3 separate regions of the Zea mays genome follow, and all the other regions are linked to region 1. Evidence: chromatin contacts called from public Hi-C data. All regions are on one chromosome and are shown on one strand. Each heading gives the region's core, a stretch centred on a gene start, on an enhancer-like site or on the middle of the called end of the contact. The rest is flanking DNA. Distances are from core to core; before and after follow the strand shown.

Evidence for each region. Hi-C and Micro-C count contacts between places; a contact is called where the count stands out from the background.
Region 2: a contact with region 1 is called in a Hi-C map of bundle sheath, with 3 times the contacts expected there. The contact joins the promoter of LOC103640508 here to the promoter of LOC103640507 in region 1. A contact is called at or near these places in 10 of 25 Hi-C or Micro-C datasets (bundle sheath, ear, endosperm and 4 more) and 1 of 3 datasets of contacts at active chromatin or transcription factors (leaf).
Region 3: a contact with region 1 is called in a Hi-C map of leaf, with 9 times the contacts expected there. The contact joins the promoter of LOC100273622 here to the promoter of LOC103640507 in region 1. A contact is called at or near these places in 11 of 25 Hi-C or Micro-C datasets (bundle sheath, ear, leaf and 4 more) and 1 of 3 datasets of contacts at active chromatin or transcription factors (leaf).

Annotation. Positions count from the first base shown.
Region 1 is chr1:167,985,744-167,990,225 of Zm-B73-REFERENCE-NAM-5.0, reverse strand. LOC103640507 (putative disease resistance protein At5g47280) reads right to left here and starts at 2,980. Exons shown (of 4, transcript XM_008663275.4): 1 at 1,935-2,980; 2 at 1-643. The coding sequence starts at 2,748.
Region 2 is chr1:168,257,192-168,261,489 of Zm-B73-REFERENCE-NAM-5.0, reverse strand. LOC103640508 (transcription factor HHO6) reads left to right here and starts at 2,903. Exons shown (of 5, transcript XM_008663279.4): 1 at 2,903-3,447; 2 at 3,548-3,768; 3 at 3,918-4,212. The coding sequence starts at 3,246.
Region 3 is chr1:168,373,080-168,377,387 of Zm-B73-REFERENCE-NAM-5.0, reverse strand. It overlaps LOC100273622, which reads right to left and starts at 2,497. Exons shown (of 9, transcript NM_001148038.1): 1 at 2,225-2,497; 2 at 2,018-2,119; 3 at 1,857-1,902; 4 at 1,677-1,755; 5 at 606-951; 6 at 212-455. The coding sequence starts at 2,296.

The DNA of each region.
Region 1 (4,482 bases), core at 1,731-4,230:
ACGTCGAGGGGGATCTTCTTGTCCTCCGGGAAGCAGCCCAGGTCAAGGAAACAGTCCCTAACCTTCTCGGACAAGCACTCGACACTGGCCGCCATCCTCTCCAGAAGCTTGGTCTCATGGCAGTCAGAAATGGCCTCTCCTCGAGACAACCGGTTTTTGGCGCTGAGCCAAATCTTCGGAGGCTGGTCGCGCAGCGACGCGCCGATGACCTTCAGAGCCAGAGGGAGACCTCTGCACTCTGCAGAGACCTGCCTGACCAATCTCTTGTCGGCGGTCTGCGGAACACACTCCTGGTCGAACGCAGCGCGGCAGAAGACGGACAGAGCCGCCGCCTCGTCTAGCAGCTGCATCTCATACGTCTGTTTCACCAGCGTGGGGAACTTGAACCTTGATACGACTAGGGTCTTGCACCCAGGGAACTTGAAGATGAGCTCCTCAAGCTGCGGGAGAGACCAAACATCGTCGAGGATCACAAGGACGGGTCCTCGGTCCCTTGGTCCTAGCTTGAGCTGCCATTCTGGGATCTGGTTGTATGTACCCAGCACCATGTTGCCGCTGATCTGCTCCCACAGCTTCATCTTGATGGCCTCCAGATTCGCGGACTGCGAGATCGTCTCGAAGAAGATCCTGTCGTTGAAGTAGGCTGTAGAAAAAAAGAAACTATGTCAGAATCATGAAAAGGGGTGGGGGAGAGAGAGAGCTTGCAAACAGGGAGCAGATATGTAGCCATGGGCTTTTGATGAGATCCATAATCACCATGTTGACCACAAAGCATACCATGAAGTTAAGGACATGTACAGTGGTGTTTAATGTGGAGGCTCTTAAGGTGTTTAAGGGGTTATTTGCAAAAAAATCTTAGAGCCGTCTCTCCGTGAAGAGACGCCTCTGGCTCGTAAACCAAGTAGCAACAGACGCCTCACTTCCCACTGTACGAATTTGTCGTCTGTTCTATCGATCTGATGCTATACAAATACATTTAATTTTGTATTTATTAATAGACTACGTTTATAGACACTCCACTGTACAATAGAGTCTCTTAGTTGTCTCCTGTGCTTGGAGAACCGTTTTGGTGTCTCTCCACTGTACATGCCCTAAGATCAGCTACGGTTTGGGATAGCAGTCACTTAAAATCGTTGAATATATGTTGTTGTGACAATTGAATTTAAGTTTACTATGAGTTTTTTGGTGGAAAACAGAGATGATGGAGCTACAAACCCGGGTTGCGGCATTAGGGGTATTCTGGTATTGACCTCAATCCACATGTGTTAAAGTGGATTGGGGTGTAAATTAGTTTAAGTTACACCTTAATCCACCTCAATATATATAGATTATGGTCAATACTAGAGTACCTAAACTAGGTCTAAATCAACATCGTCATCCCAATTCCTTGCACTGAAAGGAGATCCTAAAATTAGCACAGCTCCAGATTTTTTTTTCTTCAAAAAAGCAGGTTACTTGGATCTGAATTGGGTTTATTCTATGTGAAATAGATTTGATTAGTCTCATGTGCGGTTCGTTAAGCAGATACGTATCTTGATTTAAGATTAAGTAGCCACCATGGTCCATGAACACGACACGATAAGGTTACTCAAGTCCAAGCATGGTAATTCACAAAAGCAATCTGAAACCCCATCACAACAGTACAGTTGTCACTAGCTGGTGGTCAAAGCGCCAAATTTGACCGAACATGTGGTTTGGGGAAAAACGAAAGCATCAACCTCGCCTTTACCTAATTGCACGACACGCACGCAAACCAACCACCTACGATGCTATGCCGCCAATTTGGAGAATTTAGCACCCACTATTCATGGGGAAGATGCAATTTTTGCAGGGAAGGACAGGACGATTCCTGTGAAAGACGCGACCTTTGCACAGGATTTGGAAAGAACTGAAGGAAAAGAAGGTTTGGATCTGGTGGTCGATGTTCTGCTTACCTCGGACCTTGTGATCCCTGAAGACCTCCATGGCGAGCGTGGTCTTGCCGCTGCCGCCCATGCCGGAGATCCCGACCACCTCCCAGCTGCCGCCGCCGCTCATAACCATCTCCTTCACCTTTTCCTTGGCCACCTTGACGCCGCCGCCAACCATCCCCTCCGCGTCTTCGTGTCCGTCGGCGATGTCCATGGCCATCACCCCGGCTTTGGCGGGCGCCGCCTTCGCCGGCACCGGCTCCGACATAGCCATGCCCTTGTGCTGCGGCACCTCCTTCGTCATAGCGACGAAGGCGGGCTTAGCGAGCGGCGCCTCCATCGGCATGGGCACGCCCTTGTGCGGCGGCGGCGCGACGGGGACGGAGAGGGCGGGGGGCGGCGGCTGCGCGGTGGCGGCGGCGATCTCCTCGACGCGGCGCTCGAGGCGACCGATGCGCGCGTCGGCCTCGTCGCGGAGCCTGCGCACGCCGCCGATGACGTGCGCGGGGGCGTGGCGCTCCAGCCAGCGCGCGATGCCGCGGTCGGCCGCCTCCATCCGGCGCGACAGCTGCGCGGCGCGGTAGACGTTCCAGCGCGGGGACGCGGCGGCGCGGCGCGCCAGGTCGAGCGCCTCCCTGACCCGCGCCGCGAGCTCGCCGAGCTCCCCCGCGGAGCGCTGGGTGCTGTGCGGGCCGAGGCCCTGGACGAGCGGCAGCAGCGGCTCGACGCTCCGGCGCAGGCGCTCGGCGGTGGAGCGGCAGAACAGGGTGCCCTGCACCGCGTGCAGCACCTCCCGCAGGGCCTCGCCGGCCAGCTGGTCGAGCAGCATCCGGTCCATGGTCGCCGCCGCTAGCAGGTGAGACCGAGCTCCTCGTCGATCGCCTTCCTCTACCTCTATTCTCTGTCGCCGCCCTCGGCTCCTGCTCCTGCTCCTGCTCCTTCTCCTGCTTGCGTGTGCTTGGTGGAGGGAGTTGTTCAGCTGGGTCTGGGTGAGTGAGGGGTCGCCATCGGCGTGGTGGAGGAGGCGGCCGCCGCGTGTGGTTTCGCGCGGCGGGGAGTGGAAAGGAGGAGATTAGTTATAGGGAGGCGGGAGAGTGCGAGACGGCGGTTTGGGGGTCAACCTCCGCGGTGAAGGGTCGCCGCCCACTGGAGTTCAGATCTGAGGAGCTCTCCGTCACTGACACCGCTGGCGCCCACGTGGGGCCATCCCGCCGTGTCGACACCGCTAGTGGTCACCAGAATGAAACCTCAGCTCCCTCACTTAACCAGTAGACCTGAGCTACCTTGGTTTACTTTGGAAAAAGAATGAAAAAAGGGGCACTAGTAGTGCCTTCATGTTTTTATATCATCATAAAATGTGATTGAATTATACATGTCAAACGCCCTTTATTAAACTGCATAGTACACTTAGGTTAGCATCCATCTCACATGCATACTGAGTCGTTGGCAAAATCCAGCATGGAGTCCACTGTCCACATGCATCTTCCCCTCCCTCATTCTCTCCCTTAACCTCTCAACCTCAACCACAGGAGAAATGAAAACCCATGTGATCAAAGATTTCAACGCCTTGAGAGTCTTGGAGATGTATCTTAGAGAGTCCTTGTCTGGTTAATGATTCGTGGAGAGTACATTTGACACTTGACAGCCAAATAGTCTTTGTAGGGTTGGGAATCCATGTAGCAGATGGTACAAGGTGACATTAGCTTTGCAAGATTAGATTGGTAGTTGCCACCTTGTTAGCCACCCAACATGGCCTTTTATTCGCATGATCGCTCACTATTAGGTTGACCATCCATTATGAAAATCGCTAGCGATGACACCGGGTATCAAATCACCGTAGTTATTTGTATATTCCATGTTTAAAAGAGCAAAACATTCAAGTTTTTGTCTAAACTTATGTATATGTATGTAAAAAAATACATATATCTATATTACCAAATAAACATTATTAGATTATCCTGGAACATATTTTTGCAGTACACTATTTCGGAGAAAAATATGGACAAATTTATTAGTCAACCTTAAGTTTATTTGACTTAGGACAAAATATTACCATGACAATGTCTTGTGGACAAAGGGAGTCGGTGTTATACAGATAATCTATAATTTAGCCACTTACCTAAAAGGCCCTTATAGTTGATCAAAAGCTCATATAATCCTTTCATGAATGACAAAATACTCACGGCAATGATTAAACTCGAGAAAAAATTAAATAAATATTGAGTTGTTGAGAAGATGATGCCTGAAGCATTGGTAGTTGTTTAATTTATTGTTTTTTCCTTGCTGGCGGGTGCATGCTTGAGTACATCTCTGGTATGGACGATTTTTTATATGGGCGTCAGCCACAGCACTCGATCGTAGCTATTTGAGCAATTAAATGAGCACCGCCAAACTTTATTCATTTATTCATCACACTGCACGGACTATGATTATTTATGAGATATCCAGAACTCTAGCCCGGCACCTTGTTTTCAAACCTGTACCTTCTTGTATATTTCAGTATAAATTCAACAAACTACGGGAGCAGCTTTGAAGCCAAACGAGTACACATAGTTGTACACGTACCTGCTCA
Region 2 (4,298 bases), core at 1,654-4,153, 270 kb before region 1:
CGGCAAAAGATAAGATGGGCACTAACCAGGATAGGAGAGAGGGCAGCAGCTTTAAGGGGACAGCAAAAGGCACTCTTCAAATCTGGCTCTAAAGTTTTATTCGAAGGAGGAGCAGCAGCACTAGTGCCCAACTAGAGACGACGATGGAACCTGATCTTGATTCCGTGCGAAGAATTTCTCTTTTAGAGGATAGAGATAAGGATAATTTAGTTCCCACGAGAATTTAAACGAAAAAAATTAGCCCCCGTTAGGTTCGCGGAGATGGGAAATCATTCCTCGTCCCCGTCCTGCAAACTTCCCTTGGTGTAAATTAGTCTATTAATGTGGTCAAATTATACTAAAAATTTAATACATAGCCTGAGTAGCAGAATAAACTATAGAGTAGATATCTTTTTTTATAAATCTTGTTTGTTTATTTTATATTGATTTGATATAATCAATTTAAATTTGGCCTCTAAATGTTGTCTTTTCTAACGGGGATAGATTCCCCATTGGGGATAAATTCCTCGACGATATCCCCACGAGGACGGGGATAAGAGAAAATTTTCCCGTGAACGTTTGCAGGAACGAAGACAGAGAATTTTTCTTCGACGAGGACATAGATGGGGAGTCATTCATTCACAAGAAATTCTCCGTTGCTATCCCTATGCCTAACGGTACCAGGAAAGGAGAGATGGGATGATGGGTTATCGTCTACTGCTGGTAGTGGCCTAGCAGCAGGGCTGCAACGCAACCCAACCCAACCCACCATGGATGGATGGATCTCTGCAGATACGATAAGGATCTCGACAGCCAGATAAATAGATAGATGTTGCTGCTGCAATTGCAAGCCTCTCATAAACTGTACGGCATGTGATAAGTGATAACCTAGTACAATGATGAAATATCCCCGGCCATTTCAGATAGATAGATGTTGGTGATGCAGTATATCTTGTTTTTCCCCCCTTCCTTTATGTCTTTAGAGTCTATAAACAATGTTTGGCTGTACCTGTTCACTTGGCCATCCAGTCTAGTACCTGATCGACCAGTTAAAAGTTCTGTTACTGTTGCTGGATCTGGCACTTGGCTATAACCAACAAAACTAAAAGTAAAACATCATGGATGGATCATGTTTTTATTTTTTTGAGCGCGTTGACAATGCAGAAGAAACGGGTCGCGGCGAACACTGGCACTGAGCATCTGCTTTTGTTTAACCCTGGCTGGCTCTGGGCTCTGGCTGTCAACAGGAGGAAAGCAAAGCAGCATGTGCGCAGGCCCCTCGCGCCTTTCTACCAAAAGACGCGGTCCGCCACCACCTACCTAATCTATCTCTTCAGTGATTCCATTCCATGCTGCTTCCTCATCCGTTTCAACTTTCCCAGGGTAGGTCGGGTGGGTACCACAGCTGGGTAGAAAAGCCGATCGATCAGGAGACTTCATCGGTAAACTAGTAGTTATCTGTCATCTGAATCTAATAAGTTTTAGTCTTAGACCATCCAAACAGATGGGCTAGCTTTCAGTTTAACTTCACCGTACAAATGAAACCAAATTTAAAGTTGCAAGTAATAATTAGAAGGAAAAAAAAATTAAATTAGCATAATTTAAAAATATTTAACAGCCTGCGAATTGGAAACTGTTGGTGGCTAGATTTGTTTTTATTCCTTATACTAGATATATTAGCTAAGTGATGTTAGGATGGATGTATCAAAAATAACTACTACATTCTGTTTTCGAATATTTTTCGTTCACTAGTTTATTTTTGAAAAAAAAGAAGAATGAGCTGTTGATCCCTTTCTCTTGCTCCACGGAACAAAAAAGACCCCTTCTCTCTTCAAGCTCGCCTTTAGATTCGTTTGTACGGCAAGATACACTCCTTGGAGCAAGAGCAAAGGATCCGAGGAGAATAGAAACCTGGCCTGGATCCGTCGAACCAAACACATGCACGTGAACACGATCTCTCTCTCTTTGAGCGAGGAGCCACCATGTTTGATGCCTCCACCAATATTCCGATGCCGTTCTTGCGTCCAAAGACAGCCATGTGGTGGTCGGGGGAATCTCAGATCCATCCAAGGCTCCACCGGTGCTGCATTTTGCTTTTTTGCTTCTTTCTTATAAAAACAATTGAGAGTGAGGGGATGCAAATGTGTTCAACCTATACTTATATCGAGCTGCATAATTAAAAAAACTTAAGCTCATGAAAACAGGTGAACAATTTAATTATATTTTCTTTAAGATAGAGAGATAGAGTAAAATTAAGCCTACTTTGGAACGCAGAAAAAATATAAGATAATACCTTATTAATAGAAATATCAAATACTTGCTACCAATATGTTAGGTCGGAAACAGCTCGGTTTCGTATACTGTATCGAGATTGCAGAAGCTGGGCGACTTCAATGATAATCATAAATAAAAAAAAAGAAGAAGAAGCATTTCCAGGCATCTTTGAAGCAGGAGCGTGATCGGGGATGGACTGGAGAGAATCTTTGTAGCTCGGGCAACGTGACGTCGCGTTGCCCCTTTGAGCCAGAGAGGGGACGAGGAGAATCTCTCTATCTCTCTGCAGTCTGCGTCTCCTTGCCGTGTCCTTTCAGCGATGGCGAAAACAAAATCCCACGGAGATCTCGTTCTGACCCGGACTGCACGCACCTCTGGCCCACTTACACACATGGAATCCTTATCCCTTCGCCAATAATTCCTTCCTTCCAACCGCTCTACGGCAGCAGACGGAATCTTTTGGTTGCTAGATGCCTGATCCACCGCCACGTGGACGACTCAGATCACTCACAGTAAAAAAAAAAAGATTATCTTTTTTTATTCCCTGTTTACCGCCACACATGTCGTCTACTCGACACTTGGCTTGCCTCGACCGTCCACCAACCGTTCCCGAACTCGGGCGCCTCTTTCTTTCTGGCTGCCTGCCTGCCTGTTACGCGACGAAACGCCCCTGCTCGGCTCCCCTCGTCTCCGCCCACCCACCGCGTCCAGCAGCCAGAGACGCAGGCAGAACCCGAGCGGCATCTTTTCTCCACCTCCCACGCGCCAAATGACCCTTCTGCCCTCCCGGGATCTCCATCTTCTCCCCCCTTCCCCTTCCGGTATAAACCCACCGACGACGCGACGGGACTCCCCCCTCCCTCCCTCCCTCCGCCCGTTCGTTCCCCAACAGCACAGCACGAAGACACTAGACAGCAGCCGCCGCCGCCGCCGCCTTCGCCCGCGTAACCGGGACAGCGTACGCGCACGGTGGATCGCACGGTGTGCCGGCGATGATGGCGGGGAACGAGGACCAGCTGCGGGCGGTGGCGGCGCGGGCCGTCACCGACTCGCTGCGCGCGGCCGCGTCCCGCTGCTCGGCCGCCGACCGCGCCGCGCGCTTCCGGGACTGCGTCCGCAGCCTCGAGGCCGAGAAGGCCAAGATGGAGGTCTTCCGCCGGGAGCTCCCCATCAGCGTCCACCTCGTCGCCGACGGTACGCGCTTGCTTCTCCCCAGTCCCCCCAACGCCTACGCGCGCGCCGTGACCGACAGCTGTCCGTTCCTCATCGCCTCCCTTCTTCCCTCGCCGTGCAGTGATCGACTGGCTCAAGGAGGAGCTCGCGCAGCACCGCCGCCGCCCGTCGGACCTCTTCGCGCCACCAGCGCCGCCGCCGCCGGCAAAGGACGGAGCCGTCTTGGCGGACGCGGACGCCAACGACAAGCGCAGCTGGATGAGCTCCGTGCAGCTCTGGAGCTGCGGTAGCCACGACGACAGCACCGCCAACACCAACGGCGCCGCCGCCGCCGCCCACAAGGTACGGAGCGCGGGCGTGAGTCGCCAGAACTAGACGTCCCGTTTTTAAAAAAAAAAGAGGATAAAACAAAACGAATTGTTTTCGCGTAGCATAATTCGCGGCTAATAAACAACCTGCTCTGCCCGAATCCCTTCCATAAATAACACCAGGTGTCCAGCGCGTTCGTGGCACTGGCCGCCAGCCCGCCGGCGCCGACGCTGGCGAGGCCATCCGGCGACGCGGCGGGTAAGCCCGGAGCCAGCGCCAGCGCCATGCCGGTCGCGGACCTGTCCCTCTCGTCCCCGGCGGCCGCCGCCTCTCCGAGCGCCGCCAGCAGCGCCGTCACGGACGCGGCCGGGGCGCACCGCCGGCAACATGCGCAGCAGAGGAAGGCGAGGAGGTGCTGGTCGCCCGGGCTGCACCGCCGCTTCGTCGCCGCCCTGCAGCGGCTCGGCGGCGCGCAAGGTAAGGGATCCGTCGGTTGTCCGCCCTGCTCTGGGGCCTCTGGCTCCGCCGTCGTTGTAGTTGTAGTGCGCTGTGTCTGTTTCTTG
Region 3 (4,308 bases), core at 1,248-3,747, 390 kb before region 1:
AAATGAAACATTTGCAAAACTAAGGTCCAAGCACTGCTATAAGAAGCCTCAAATTACTAAAAAGAATCACAAGTCCAATTATGAGTTTACTGTACATTCAGTAGAATTATAAGGATCTGCACATACGAACATGCTACAATGGAGAATGGATAAGAGAATCACATGTTATATGGCAGTCTACGTAAAAGATTATAAGCAATCAGAAGCATACTTAAAGAAGGCAGTCCTATTGGTACCATCAGATTGCAGTAGTATGAAAGTTTCGACAACGATACAGCATCATGCAAAGATCTTATGATGGTTTCACACTGATTTCTGGAAGACCCATAGGAGTCTGGATTCCGCACACAATACAGCATTACAGGGGTATTTGTGTAATCATCAACAATACTCTCCAAAAACTGTGCAGCTACACTGGCAAAGCCTCCAGAATCATCCACAAGAAACTGGATACCCTGTAGTAAATCAAGATCAATAATTTCAAAGGTCAAGACCTCAACGAAAAAGGAGAGAAAAATTCTATAAATTCACTAAATATGTAAGTGAACACAGCCCATTGTGTGAATAGAGTGTTTATTGATAGTTTGCTGTAAAAAAGACAAGACCTGGATATGGTCACATTCTTCAACAAAGAACCTTAGCCTCTCATTCATTTCCTCCATTTGGGACCATTCTGAAACCACCTCCTTTGCAGTTCCATAGTTATCAAACCTGTCAAAGTCTGTCCATGATCCATACAACTCATATAAGCTCTGAGGGTGATACTGAACTTTTGAATAATCAGTCCAAAATTTGACTCCATTCTCCAGATTTGCGACCAGGTCCTTATCTTCAACACTAGCATTGTTTTGGCCATCGCTAGAGCTTGGGTTCTGTTCTTCTTCAGATAAACTTTGTAGGAACAAGTTTCGCTCATGAGGTTTTGCTACTGATTTTGTTACCTTTCCAGACCTGCAACAACTGAGACCAGTTATCACAAGATTCCATGATCCTATCACACTGTTACGGATTTGTGCTCTCTCATCACTCAGAATTAAATCACCACTATACTAACATACATCTCATAGCATCAATAGTACAAAAGCAACACTTTCAACAACAGGCAATGGTAAGGCAAAAGTTGGACGATTTTCCAACAATAGGCAGATGCCATGAAGCAATTCTCAAGCTTCTAGATGAGTGTATGCAATGCATCCTTAGAGAACTCAAGGATTATAATTCTAAGAGGCTAAGACTGATAAATTGTGTCTTCTGGCACTGGCAGCAACAGCATTATGCTCCCCCTTCCAAATTATAAACTGTTTTGGTTTTTCTAGATACATAGTATGTACTATGTATCTACTATCTATCTAGTCATAGTGTATTTACTATGTATCTAGTCATAATGTACATATTTAGCTGCACTGCAAAAGTTATATAAATAGAAAACTCAAGATTTTGAACAGAGTACAATTTTACAAGCAACTGGTTTTGTCTATGTAAAGCTTTAGTCTGCAGCTAGTGTATCTTTAGCCCCATTGCTCAAAACAACCCAAACTACACCGAACTACTGCCTAATCATCTTCAGTTCACAAACGTGGGACGCCAAGAATCGATGACGCTTGAAGCATTTAGTAAGGAGAAAACGGAACATAGAATTAAATTGTACAAGTGATAGGAGTTAGAACATCACTTGCCATGTGAAGATGTTGGGCTCATCTGCAGCTGCACTGCTCGAACCTAGAGTGCCAGAGGAACTTAACGAGCCAAGAGACCCTGCAGATGGCACACCATGTTATTTTCACGACCGCGACAGAGAAATACTAATGAGCACGCAGAATGAAGAAGGAAGAACATGGCAAAAATCAATCCATTACCTCGAGAACCGACTGATACCAAGCGAGGGCAGTAGCTGGCGACGCTCTGAAGAAGTCGAGCAGTGTCAGTGAACGAACACGGAAATGACCAAACAAACCACTATAGTTGGGGGAGGGGATGGGGGGAGATGGTGCCCAAGCGAGTGACAGCCTCTCTCTACCTGGTGTGTCTCGCCGGCGCGGTACAGGACGTCCATGTCGAGCGCGGCGGTCCTGAATACCGGGTCGGCGCCGGGGTCGTCGGCGAGCCCGAGCAGCTCATCCTGCGGAGCAGAAGGTAGATTGCCGAGGCGTCATCGAGCTCAGGCACAGTGAGTGCAAGGACCCGGGGAAGGAAGGATCTTCCGGGGAAACGATCAGCTAATCACCTGGAAGTTCCAAAAGTGGGAGCCGACGAAGTTCGCGAAACCGCCGACCTGCACCGTCACCACCTCCCTCATCCCTGCCCTCGTTGCTCCCACAGCAGAGAGCTCTGAATACCTCTGGACGCGCAATCAGGTGTGGGGCGGTGCGCGGAGGCGGTGGGGGCGCGGGGAGTTGGCTGTCGACGGCGGCGGCGGCGTTTTGTGAGACGGGGGTAAGGAGTGGGCCGTGCGAGAGGAAGATTGGCTCATCCAAGGGCGGCGTTTTGTGAGACGGGGAGTGACTGAGCATGAGGTTTTTTTTTCTGAATGTTGAATCTTGTACTTAGATTTTTGTGTAGTGCTATTTTTAACAATTCTATTTTTGCTTTACAGGCTCATCGGTCCAAGCGACTAAAAAGGTCAAAGAAGCTTTGCAGCTGGAGAATTATTTGGTTCTATGAGTTCTAGCTTCATGTTAACTATGATTTATGATATAAATTTTTTTTAAAGCGGCCCTTCCCCCACTACTAGAACCATACGATCCTAAAAATGATCTAGAATTGAAAGATGTCCTTACTGAACTTAAGGTGGTACACAAGGCAATAGACGAAGTTGTTGATGAAGCTCTGAATGAAATTGTCGAAAAAGTTTTGAACGAAGATTAAGAAGCCTTTGTAAAAAACACTTTTAAGAATATGTCGGTTGTATATACGAACAATTGTGTGAAATGCATGTTCTGTATAAGTAAAGATCTCGCGATATTTCTTTATGCAGCTTGAAATAAGTATACGTACCGTTTGAGCAGAATGAGCAAATACATATTTCCTTCCTTTTATGCTTTGTAAAAAAATGTTCTATCAACCGAATTCTTATTTAGTCGAAAATACCTTGGAAAACACATGTCTGCTCAGGAAGAATGATGTCCCCTTTTTTGCCCTTCTGTCTCCTCTATATACTCTTTACAAGGGTATAAAATAATGGAAAACATATACGATGCAAAAGAATGATAAAAAATTTAAATGTGCCTTTATTTTCTGGATCTGACTTTGTGTTTCTTTGGGAGCGGCTTCAGAATCCTTTTTACTTGTACACATGGGGAACAATTTCCCTTCTTTTCCCTTTATATTTATGAATAATGATGTGCATCGTATGATGATGGAATGATGGCATGATGCTGTTAGAAATATAGGCATTTTCCGTATTATTTTAATTCCATAAATTAACATTATGATGATGACATATAAAATATGTTTAATCATAAAAATCATTATCTCAAATATATCCATAACAATATGGATCAAGAGAACATGAAACATATGAATTATATAAATATAATAAGCATATAAACATGGAACATATATTATTATGGAACAACTGAAAATAAACAGATAGCAACATAAACAGCATGACTGTAAAATTAAAACAGACAGATCTATCATATTACAAGTATGATCAGGCATCAGACACGTCATGATATAATGCGACAAAACAGATTTGATAAATTTATGGCTATAAATAAAACAGCAGGTATGAACATATATAATTTGCAGAATGAAAAACAGTAAGGAGATGAATTGATCATACCCTCCCATGCGCTCCGAGGATCTAGATCCTTGTCCAACTTCACTTGTCATGTCAGCAGGAAGAAGACTTTGGGCAGTCGCGTAGACGCTCCCCAAAAACCTAATTGCCGATCCCTCGTGCAAGGTCTCGAACGGCAAGGGCTCCGGAGGCACCTGCCCTCTCGCTTCTCTGTGCGCGCAGAGTCACGAGATGGAAATACCCTCACTCGGCTGCTGGACTGTGTTCTGAAAGTGTTTTCTCGCGTGTACCGAGTGACAGGGGTGCTCCTCTATTTAACCTCTCGCAGAGGGAAGCTGAAGGAGAAAGGTCGCCGAGTCACGCCAAGAGTCGGCCAGCTCTAGCCGAGTTATGCCATGAGTCGGCCAGCTCTCGCCGAGTCACGCCATAAGTCGGCAGCTGAAGGAGAAGGGTCACTCGGCTGACGTACGCGGTTAGTGAGTGCTAAAAATTAACACAACCACACCACGCCCGCTCGCCTGCCTGCCTGCCTGTCTGCCTGCCTGCCTGCCTCGCCACGCCACGCC